3 separate regions of the Mus musculus genome follow, and regions 2 and 3 are each linked to region 1. Evidence: chromatin contacts called from public HiChIP or PLAC-seq and promoter capture Hi-C data. All regions are on one chromosome and are shown on one strand. The core of a region is the stretch at or near the end of the contact, and the rest is flanking DNA. Distances in the headings are between cores, read along the strand shown. Region 1 holds the start of Cp (ceruloplasmin). Region 2 holds the start of Trim55 (tripartite motif-containing 55). Region 3 holds the start of Dnajc5b (DnaJ heat shock protein family (Hsp40) member C5 beta).

Evidence for each region. Promoter capture Hi-C pulls out the DNA fragments that hold promoters and counts their contacts. HiChIP or PLAC-seq counts read pairs in DNA pulled down with a chosen protein or histone mark.
Region 2: a contact with region 1 is called in an H3K27ac HiChIP or PLAC-seq map of heart atrium, with 7 read pairs. The contact joins the promoter of Trim55 here to the promoter of Cp in region 1. A contact is called at or near these places in 7 of 39 promoter capture datasets (hematopoietic stem and progenitor cells, hippocampal neurons, liver and 3 more), 3 of 484 Hi-C or Micro-C datasets (the HL-1 cell line, cardiomyocytes and muscle stem cells), 1 of 115 datasets of contacts at active chromatin or transcription factors (heart atrium) and 2 of 9 other capture datasets (adipose tissue and pancreatic islet).
Region 3: a contact with region 1 is called in a promoter capture Hi-C map of stem cell-derived epiblast-like cells, with 6 times the contacts expected there. The contact joins the promoter of Dnajc5b here to the promoter of Cp in region 1. A contact is called at or near these places in 14 of 39 promoter capture datasets (the 3T3-L1 cell line, HPC-7-derived erythroid cells, cranial neural crest and 7 more), 1 of 115 datasets of contacts at active chromatin or transcription factors (microglia) and 1 of 9 other capture datasets (liver).

What each region holds. Positions count from the first base shown.
Region 1 is chr3:19,955,110-19,958,952 of GRCm38.p6, reverse strand. Cp (ceruloplasmin) reads right to left here and starts at 1,704. Exons shown (of 19, transcript NM_001374677.1): 1 at 1,524-1,704. The coding sequence starts at 1,669.
Region 2 is chr3:19,642,715-19,646,535 of GRCm38.p6, reverse strand. Trim55 (tripartite motif-containing 55) reads right to left here and starts at 2,076. Exons shown (of 10, transcript NM_001081281.2): 1 at 1,760-2,076; 2 at 1,090-1,262. The coding sequence starts at 1,927.
Region 3 is chr3:19,506,801-19,510,477 of GRCm38.p6, reverse strand. It overlaps Dnajc5b (DnaJ heat shock protein family (Hsp40) member C5 beta), which reads right to left and starts at 1,883. Exons shown (of 5, transcript NM_025489.3): 1 at 1,772-1,883.

The DNA of each region.
Region 1 (3,843 bases), core at 455-2,954:
GTGCACCCTTGAGTGTCCCTATTAAGTACTAACAGGGTAAGCAAGCTTATACTCCACGCCATTAGAATATTTACAACAAAGAAATCCCTCCCTGAAGTTCTTATCAACCCTCTTCATTCTAATACTTCGTCGTACTTAGAGTTTACCACATTGGAACATGGCCAGTATGTTGCAGTTTATACTCAGTGGACTGACTTGATTTTTTGTTTTTATTTTATACAATAGCAGGGGTGGGTGGAGCAATGAGTAGTACAGCTTTCTACACAACTAGGTACCACTGAGGTACATACTCAGTCCAGTACCTTTTTTAACAACATACTTAGCTCACATTGTACTTAGTCATGGAAACAATGAACCACACATAATTAGGCTTCTCCAAAGAAACTATAAGAATAAGACCAACTCTTGGGAAGAAAATACAACCTCAAAACCATGTTTACAAAATCATAAGTTCTACTTCTCTTTGTAATCAGTTATCAAATTCAAAACTTTTTCTTACTGATTATTACTAGGTTAATAAAGTAACAACCTGATATTATTAGTAGTACTGCACATTTCTTACCATGAAAAATTTAACCACATATAAAAGTAAACAAAATAGCATGTACCCATCAATGATTCAGTGCTTACATAATTTGGCTCAATAGAGCAGTTTTTATGGAGAGAGTCTTAGCAGCTGCTGTTCATTTCACTCATTTGAGTTCTTTTGTCATTCTAATACAGTTGCTAATATACTAAATATTTGCTTTGAATGCCAAGTTTCCATTTGTTGGTAAATGTTTAGATACTATTAATAGTGATGACCTCAGCTTAGAGAAACTTCAAGGAGACCCTACTATTCAGTAAAAGAATGCTGCATATATAAAGCAACTAAAGCACAAAGACATTTAAGTTACATGATATTTTATCAGGACCTCATAATAAGAACATAACATTTCTTGCACTTGTTATGTGGGGAGCACTGTGCTATAAGAGCTTTGCCTGCAATTTTAAAACAGCCCTGTGCTTTATAACTGGGCTGTCTCATTTTATAGATAAGGACTCAGAAACTGTGAGAGATTAGTATGACTCCTTTACTGTCCTGAATCACACAGAAAGTAGTAGGCAGAATCTTCTTTCTTTAAGTAGTATTTTATTTCTATATTTGATATTTTCAAGGATTAAAAGTACTGTACTTTCACCCTTAGGAACAAGTAATGGTATGCTTGCATTTTATCCAGTAATTGTTTGAAAGTAAACAACTTCTGCATCCAGAGACAGAACACATTTGGGAGATAAAGGCGAGAGAAACCACAACCATAGGAGAGAGTAAGAAACCAGTATAGCTCCCTCAGACCAAGAAAGAAGAGACAAGACAGCTTCACAATAACAAATATTAGGGACATAAAGGAAATCAATAAAAGCATTGATTTTTTCAAGTCAACATTTTACATTTTCTATGTTTACGTTACTTTCCTTGTTGGCTTCATTTTCTTTAAGGTAACATGAATTTGGCCCATAAAGAACAAAAAATAGTGACTTACGTGTCAACTGAAATAAGTTTCTTTTCTTCAGTGCCAGAAGCATAGTCCCAGACTGCTTCAGTAATTCCAATGAAATAATGCTTATCTCTTGCCAAGGCTAAGGAACTATACAAAAATATAAATGTGCTAAGCAGCAAAAACTTCATTTTTCTCCCTCTCGGAGCCCACGATGCAATAAAGTGAAACCAGAAGCAAGCAATTTTATAAATAGGGCTTCATTTGCTTGGCTGACACAATTTAATGTTGCAAAAGAGTAACTAATTTCTTTAAAGCAAATAGCATTTTCCAACTCAGATTGGTTCTGGTAAACCACGAAGGGGAAAAACCAAAACAAACACAGTTCCCTGTGGCCAGGCTTCTCTAACTACAAAGGAATGTCATCTGTTTGTGTTGGACATGCACAGCATGCGCAATTCTGCATCTTCTTCCATTCATCGTGTAAATTCCAGGAGGGCAGAGACCATCTCTAAATGCTCCCTTTGTTCTTCTAGCAATCCCAGGCACTACACCTCACCCAGAGCCAGTTTTTAATAAGCCAAGGAAAAATGAATCAAATATGTCATTGTTAATGATTTTTAGAAAACTAACAAAAACTTACTTGTAATTTTGAAGATATGAAACATATTTAGCACATCGTAAAAGTAGCCAATAAAAATTTCATTTAAAAAAATTTTTTTGTACTGTGTGTTATAGAGACTTTATCAGTTGACATGGATTGCTATGTAGAAATTAATAGAAGAACATACCAGGAAATGATAATTTTGTTTGAATGATAGAAGTCAGTCACAAGGGCTGGTGAGATGGCTTAGCGGATAAGAGCACTGACTGCTCTTCTGAAGGTCCTGAGTTCAAATCCCAGCAACCACATGGTGGCTCACAACCACCTGTAATGAGATCTGACACCCTCTTATGGTGTGTCTGAAGTCAGCTACAGTGAACTTATGTATAATAATAAATAAATCTTTAAAAAAAAAAAAGAAGTCAGTCACAAACCAAATAAGCTATGCATAATGGGGAAACTGGCACATGACAATCTGTTGAATCTAGGATTTTAGTACCCGTCTGTACAATGAAGTAATACTCAGAGAGAGAGAGAGAGAGAGAGAGAGAGAGAGAGAGAGAGAGAGAGAGAATGGGCAAAGAAGGAAGAGGAGGAGAGAAAGGAAAAGAGATAGGAAAGAGAGAGGAAAAGAAAAAAATCAACCACAATTAAGCCTGTTTTCAAAGGCAAAGAATGATTTTACTCAACTGGAAAAAGAGCTTTGTTTATTAACCTAGAATTTCTCTCTGTAACATGTATGAGAGCTTTAAGGTAAAAGATTTTTGGTTAGAACTCTGTCTTCACTTGTGGCATGTATCTAAATGTATAATTTTTTTTTCCTAAAGTGAAATGCAATCCTGATGATAGCAGTTACTATTTTGTGTTAATAAAGCGATTGTTGTTATTGTTGTTTTCTTGTAGGATACTGTATAGCACTAAATGCTATTTGCTGAAATAGACTGGTATCAGAACAGGTACTCTTATTTAACAAATATTGAATGAGTTCCATGGTGCGTGCAGTTCTGTCCTCAGTGGGCAGATAGCAGTGGATATAACTCCATGGAGCATGCATGCCGTTATATACAACATGAAAACTTATTAACACATGAAAAATGAGGAACACAATGTCAGTCATAGATGCTAGAAAAAAAATGTCAGGATAAAGTTAAAATCTGATGCTGTCAAAATTCTTACCCTTAGCTTCAGTTTCCTCATTTGTAAAGGTCAGCCTTGAAGGAAATTATCCAGATCAATTGAAATGACCTTGCAAGCTACTAACAACAGTGTGTGTGTGTGTGTGTGTGTGTGTGTGTGTGTGTGTGTGTGTGTGTGTGTTTTAATGGGATTGAATACAGAGATTTAGGCATCCTTATGTTTAACAGGCAAGTGCTCTAGTACTGAGCTACTGGGCTATCCTTGCTACTGATAATCTTGACCACTTGACTTTATACAGAAAAGGGAATTATAGGAGGCGAGGTGCCCAAGCCTCTTTCTGGAACTTTCCTGAACAACTCTTCCTTCACATCCACAGGGAGGACAGGAGTATGTCTGAAATTTTGTCCAAACTTCATTGGTCAAGCTCCATGTTTTGTAAGAAACTTCTTCCCAAACGGCTCTTTCCCCTAAGACAGGCAATTAGAAGGCATCTTCTAGCAGTTCATTCTCTAGAGGGAGGGATGTGCCTCTAACTAACAAGAAGCCACTATTGATCTTACTTCTCTACATGTTTAAATTTACTGTGGGTTTAAGGAGGCCAGAGCAGCCATCTCCATAGTGCCT
Region 2 (3,821 bases), core at 827-3,326, 310 kb after region 1:
TAGTTTTGTCTCTAGGAATGTAAAGCTTATGTGGTGTGATAAATAAGAAGCCCTTTTAAATGTCCTAGTGAATGGATTCAGGTGACATACCAGACAATCACCAAGTGCCTGCAAAGAGTATTGTATAGCAGGGAACCAGCCTGAAATGTGTCCCCCTTCCCATTTCTGTAAATGACACTCCTTCAGGCCAGCATTATATCTTGCCTTGAATGTTCCAATGAGCCAATATTATGACAAGTGATGAGGTCAGCGTGTTTTTAAAGTATAAGTGTTACTGTTGTTTAGACTGTTTTAAAGCAAGATAACTAGGAACTGGAATATTTTGGAAGATGATGTTTCTTAACTTATATGTGCTTGTGCTAGGATTTTTCTGTATCAAAGGATCTGGAGTTTACAAACTGGTCATGTGTCATCATGTCTATTGTTGTGTTTTATAAAAAAGAAGCCAGGGATATGTTTGGTGGAGGCACAGTATGGTATGGGGAAGGAGGGCCCATGCTGAGCCATCCCTTCCTCCTGAGATACCAGCCACATGAAGGAATGTAGTATAGAATAGTTTATTTAGGGCATGGGAAGGGGAGTTGAGGGAATAGGAGAGAGAGAGAGAGAGAGAGAGAGAGAGAGAGAGAGAGAGATGGCCAGTGAGCACCACATGGAGAGATGGGGGAGGGGAATGAGGAGAGACAGGACAGAGGGGGAAGAGGGGAAGAGAGCAAGAGAGCAAGAGCAAGAGAGGAAGAGGATGGGGAGGCAAGCAACCCCTTTTATAGTGAGTCTGGCATATTTGGCTGTTGCCAGGTTACTCTAGGGCAGAGCCTAGAAGAAATGCTAACGTCTATAGTGAATGTAATACAAGGCTGTGAGGTGGATCCCACCTCTATCAACATGACTCTCTTTGATGGCACAGAAGCATGCGCACTAGCTCCCTTCTTTCCTCCACACACAACTCTGTCTCATTGAAAAGAAGTGACGTGGAAAAAGCCTTTTAGTGAACAGTTAACACATGACTGGGAACAAACATGCAGTGTATCAGCCCACTAAGACGAAAACAAAACATCCAGTAAGTCTAGCTCTCAGAGCCGCTCTTACCTGGTGGATTCCTGCTTGTAGATATCAATAATGTTTTCCACGAGCAGGTTCCTCTGCAGTCCATAGACCCCATGTCTGTCTAACACCACCTCATGTCTGCAGGAGGGACAGCGGAAGCGGCCCCCTGATGCCACGGTGGTGCCTCCTCTTGTGGGTAAGTACGGGTTAGAGGCCTGTTCTTGCCAAGCAAGAAAAAAAAAAAAAAAAGGAACTGAGTAATCCCACAGACAGCTTTTTGGAGACTTATTTTCACTCTCTGACACTCCATACAATATGAACTCCTTAGGGCTTACTGTACCTGGTCCTGAACCACAAGGCCCTCCCTGGTCCATAGCCATCTCCAGTACATCCTGGCCAGCAAGAGCATTTTACCCCTGCCGTTCCCTAACCCAGAGTTCCAACCTGAAGTTCCAATGCTCAGACATGAGCGGTAACATTTTCAATTCTTAAACAGATTCAGTGGATCAGTTTTGTTTTACTACAAACAAATCTGCTTCTAAGAATTAAAAACACAGCAGGACTTGTGAGGAGCAGGTTGACAATCAAACCTGGGGAAACAATTCAAATACACGAACAGTCTCAGAAAACTCTCTAAGGGAACTGGGCTTTGATCTCAAAGACTGCAGGAGACAGGGACACTCTACAGCTTCCAGATTCCAAACAAACCTACCTGGAAGATGTCACTGGCACATTTCCTGCACAGGTTGTGCTGGCAAGGGAGAATGACCACAGGCTTCGTGAACATCTCTAGGCAGATGGGACAGATCAGTTGCTTTTCCAAGTTATCCATGGTCTGCTGCTCTTTGGAGAAAGACTTGTAATTCAGAGAAGTGCTCATTTCCTTGCCGTCCCTGTCCCTGAGTGTGCTGCCAAGGGAAAGGTGCTCCCGAACGGCTTCTGTAAGTGGTTCCTGGAAATAATTCCAAGGACTGTATGATCAAGTGTCCTTTATGTCTCTCTCTCTGTGGAGGACATTGTTCCAGGCCTGGCTCAGATGGGTGACGGAGCTGTTTTTAGCAACCCAAGGTCACATGACCCTGGACTGACTTGTCCATATAAGCCAGTGACAGGCAGATGGATTCTGACAGGTGACAGAGAACAGGAGTCAACATTCTTGCCCTGGGGAGTAAGAGAGTGGGTGGGAAGGGGATTACAAGTCCCATTTAGCAGGGGTTATGAAGGAGGGCAATCTGAAGCCCACAGTTGTTAACAACAAAAGCAAATGTGCATGCTTAGTATCTGAGCCATGCCCTCGTGAGCACTTGGGAAGAACTTAGTGACAGGCTTCTGTAGAATGCAGCGCTACAGTGTAACTGTATAAGAAGCATTGTTTCTTCAGACAGCAGGAAACAAGCCAGCCAAAGGAACATGGTAGCAACTTCTCAGGTGCAAGTAAGCAAAGCTTGTTCTGTAAAAACTCCATCCTGATCTGACCAGGGCAATAGTGTAAAAAGCCATCCATGATATTAAAAATTTCATGTTTGCCAATATTACAGTATAGGAAAATTCCAATTTAAGAATGCTTTCACCATAAAAGAGTGTACTTAGACACTTACACATGTATGTGTGTGTGTGTGTGTGCATGTTTACATGTGTGTGGGTGAACATGTTGTGCACATGCATGTGGGGGACATGTGGCTGCTATCAAGAATCTTCCTCCATCACTCTATATTATTCATGAAGTCAGGATATCTCAAGTGAAGCCAACATTAGCCAAGAGGACAAGTCTGGCTAGTGTCTTGCTTAGAGGATTCCTCTGGTTTCCCTGAAATTACAGGTGGGCAGCCACAACTGGCAGGCATTTACGTGAGTCCTGGGGATCTGAACTGGAGTCATCACACTTGTATATCAAGGGATTTATCCACAGAGCCATGTCCCCAGACCTCTTTTTTAAAAAAATTAAGAACCAAAATGTTGAGTATGTGGCTCTCCACACACAGCCCTCGTTCATCCTCTACCCACCCCACATACACCCTAAAACATAGAGACAATCTGTAAGAGTCTTTTTAAAATTAAGCTTGCTCTGTGACAGTAAGACTCAATGGGATAACAGTTGGCATGTGCATTACACACTATAATTGCACTTCTCCACCTGTTGGAGGAAGATACCAGTGCCTTTGATAGCTGCAGTGAATAAGGTGTCCTATATAACTTCCCAATCTGCTCCTAAATGTTTGGGCATTTTAGCCTTCATTCAAGGTCATGTTTTAAAATGATAATAACCCTGGTAATTTCTCATATTCTTGGTCTGCTCTTGAATCATGAACACAAATTCTGACATTTGCCAGGAATTTGTAAAAATGTTAATCAATATGTGTTGTATGTAAAACCAGGAATCAAATAAAAATGCAAGAGAAATTTTATGCCAGTTTTTTTTCCAAATAATGTGCAAGAGAATCCTTATTATAAACAAAACTGAGAGCATAGCCAGAGCCAGGGGCATCTGGGAGAGTCTAAGACAGCAGCCCATTGTCTTCTAGTTCTGCCTAACTTAATTCCACACGGCATAAGCAGAATAAGAAAGATTGGGGGCCAAAATATCACAGTGATATCTAGTTGAATTTCTCAAGGAAACTATGTTCCACTGAAATCTTATGACCAGGCAGTCCCTTGGTCTATACAACTCCCGACACACCGACCTTCCAGGTCCTACAAGAAGAGCCAATTGAGCCCTCTGCAATTTTCTATGCCTTTTGCCATCCCAAGTTCTTATATTCCCACATTTCTCAAAA
Region 3 (3,677 bases), core at 634-3,133, 450 kb after region 1:
CTTTAGACACGGTCCGCAGTTACCGATAACCGGTGCGGGAAATGAGGTGTTCTCATTTTTCGAGTATTCTAAGCTTGGAAATGCACAGAGTTAGCTCAGATATAAACTAATTTAACATGAGTCAAGGACAGCGTGTACTGGAGCTAGCTGACAAGACTGGAGCTGTGGCTCCCAGACAACACACTTCCCTGTGCTGCTGTCCTCAGGACAGGAGGGGCTGGGGCAGTTTCCTACATGATCTCCCTACAACTCTAAAATCCTGTGCCACGTGGCAAAGTTCATGAATATTCCAGTCAATAAATGTAAATACAGATGAGTTAGGAAATTATGTTTTCTGTTTATTGGCTTACATAAAGCCTAAGCCTGGCTTTTCGGTGTCTATAGAATGAAAGAAGTCTAAAAACTGATCAGTGAAAGTTTAGTTTTCAGAGTCTTAAGAAATTGGACCATAACTCAATTGTGAAAAATCATAGCAACCTTCCAGATGAAAGTTGAATGTGTGCTATACAGTGAGCAGGCACTTCTGCTTTGCTCTGGGTCCCTCAGCAGAGGCAGGCGGATTTCTGAGTTCGAGGCCAGCCTGGTCTACAAAGTGAGTTCCAGGACAGCCAGGGCTACACAGAGAAACCCTGTCTCGAAAAAACAAAACAAAACAAACAAACAAACAAATGTCTCACATGCTATGGGTTACTGCTGCTTTCGTAGAGTGTCGGGGCCCTGGTCTTACTGCTGTGATACACATGCATGATTGTTGGAAGCTGAGTGAAAACTGTATCCCAGGTGGATTTGATCCCCTTTCTTGTCTACTGTGCCTGGTGTGTCCTGTAGGTTACTGATCCGAATCAGAGCCCCAGGCTGCTCCTTCCACAGTGTCCTAACACGGCTCTTGCAGACCATGATCAGAAAAGCCTGTTTGAGTAGTCCTAGCCTCTGACTGTGGAGTTGCTCTGTGTTAAGACCCAAGGGAGTCCAAACAGAGATGAGTCAGGGCCTGGCACCAATCCTAAGCTCCGCCTGCTGCTAAACAGAACGGCTATTTGCTGTCACTTGGAGTCTTTCTAGGCCTCCAGGAAGAAACAAATACTTTAGAAGCCAAAACCCCAAAGCAAAGTAAAGAAAACAGAACTGTTCACACGTCCAGCAACGATTCACTGCTGAGTCCCTAGACATGGGAGGAGTGGAGTAGGGGTAAAAGCAGATGAACTGTGCAACTTGACTTCTCAACCACAAGGCCTCTCTCTCTTCCACTGTCCCTAGGGGTGGCCTTTTGCCTCTGAAGTCTTGGAATTTCAAAACTAGACTTTGAAGTTAATCTCTATTGTTAACCCATAATACACCTTTCTCCTCCTTATATTAATTTTTGTTGTATTTTTAAAACCATCTCTATTAAAATTATTCTTTCACTTAAATATTTAAAATATTCACTCTTCTCTGTCATCCTGGGAGAAGTCACTAAAAACCAAAACTCCTGTGTAGAAGAATATCATAGAATGAGTGAGTCCCTTTAGAAAATAACCACGAACTGACCACTGGAGACACCAGTGCTTTTTGCACTTTCCCAGAAGTTGAGGAGGGGCCAGTGGTTATCTGAGAACTTTATAAATGCCTGTGTTTTGTGGCTTCATAGCCTCCTGGATATACCAGCTTTACTTCTGCTGGAAGCCCCTCTGGATTCCTACCATCCCTTAAAAAAAATAGGTACCCGTGTAAGTGTCTTCTTTTCCTTTAGACACTATTGAGTCCTGTGATTAGCTTAGCAAAAGTCATGTACCTTGTACCTGAACTGGAGGCATGGCTGGCTGATCCTTCTGGGTCCTTCCACGAGTGTTCTTCCCCTGCTCTGTCAATAACTGAGCCTCCGTTGCTTTTCCTTCTCAGATGCTAAGCTCTAGTCTATGCTGGGTATTGTGATGTCATAGACTAGAATTTTCCCTACCCCCACTACCCAGCTGAGATCTTCCCACCCACATCACTAACAGTCTCTCAATTTTCATTTACTTTAGCACTCAGGACCTTTTGAAATCTCCGGAAAGAAACATTGAAGACTGTGGTGGTTGGAATATGCTTGGACCAGGGAGTGGCACCATTAGGAGGTGTGGACTTGTTGAAGAAAGTGTGTCACTATGGGGGTAGGCTTTGAGAGAGCTTCCTACTAGTTGCCTGGGGATGCCAGTATTCTGTTTATCTTTTTTTAAAAAAATTTTTATTAGGTATTTTCCTCATTTACATTTCCAATGCTATCCCAAAAGTCCCCCATACCCTCCCCCCCCCACTCCTCTACCCACCCACACCCACTTTTTGGCCCTGGCATTCCCCTGTACTGGGGCATATAAAGTTTGCAAGTCCAATGGGCCTCTCTTTCCAATGTTGGCCTACTAGGCTATCTTTTGATACATATGCAGCTAGAGTCAAGAGCTCCGGGGTACTGGTTAGTTCATTATGTTGTTCCACCTATAGGGTTGCAGATCCCTTTAGCTCCTTGGGTACTTTCTCTAGCTCCTCCATGGGGGCTCTGTGATCCATCCAATAGCTGACTGTGAGCATCCACTTCTGTGTTTGCTAGGCCCCGGCATAGTCTCACAAGAGAGCTATATCAGGGTCCTTTCAGCAAAATCTTGCTAGTGTATGCAATGGTGTCAGCATTTGGAGGCTGATTATGGGGTGGATCCCTGGATATGGCAGTCTCTAGATGGTCCATCCTTTTGTCTCAACTCCAAACTTTGTCTCTGTAACTCCTTCCATGGGTGTTCTGTTCCCAATTCTAAGAAGGGGCAAAGTGTCCACACTTTGGTCTTTGTTCTTCTTGAGTTTCATGTGTTTTGGAAATTGTAACTTATATCTTGGGTATTCTAAGTTTCTGGGCTAATATCCACTTATCAGTGAGTACATATCATTTGAGTTCTTTTGTGATTGGGTTACCTCACTCAGGATGATGCCCTCCAGGTCCATCCATTTGCCTAGGAATTTCACAAATTCATTCTTTTTAATAGCTGAGTAGCACTCCATTGTGTAAATGTACCACATTTTTTGTATCCATTCCTCTGTTGAGGGGTCTGTTTACCTTTCTGAACAAGATGTAGAACTCTCAGCTCCTCCAGCACCATGCCTGCCTGGACACTGCCATGCTTCCTGCCATGATAATATTGGACTGAACCTCAGAACCTGTAAGCCAGCCCCAATTGAATGTTGTCCTTTATAAAAGACACCTTGATCATGGTATCTGTTCACAGCAGTAAAATCCTCACTAAGACAAAGACCATCCATCTCACCTGCTTTACACATAATAGCATTGATAGCCTGGATGGTGAAGTGTCTGAGCTAACTAGAGCCCAGAGGCCCTCTGTGTTGTGCTCTAACCCTTCTGGACACATTGCATTTATATCCTGATCTCCTGTCCAGAGTTCAACAACAGCAGGGGTTTCTGGCAGGAAGCTCAAGAGACTACCTGCATCTGCATGACACGAAGCCATCCAAATAAAGTGCATTGCAGTAATTGAGCATTCGCAGTAGAGACCACTCATTTTTCTAACAACCTATAGATGCCAGGAAGAGCTTGTCCTAACCTGGACTCAGAAATCCTGGCCCACCAAACCAATTCTAGAATAGCAAGTAATGTGACCTCTGAGTAATTGATGTTTTCACAGATTTGATGATGAGTAAGAAAGTCAAAGCTACTA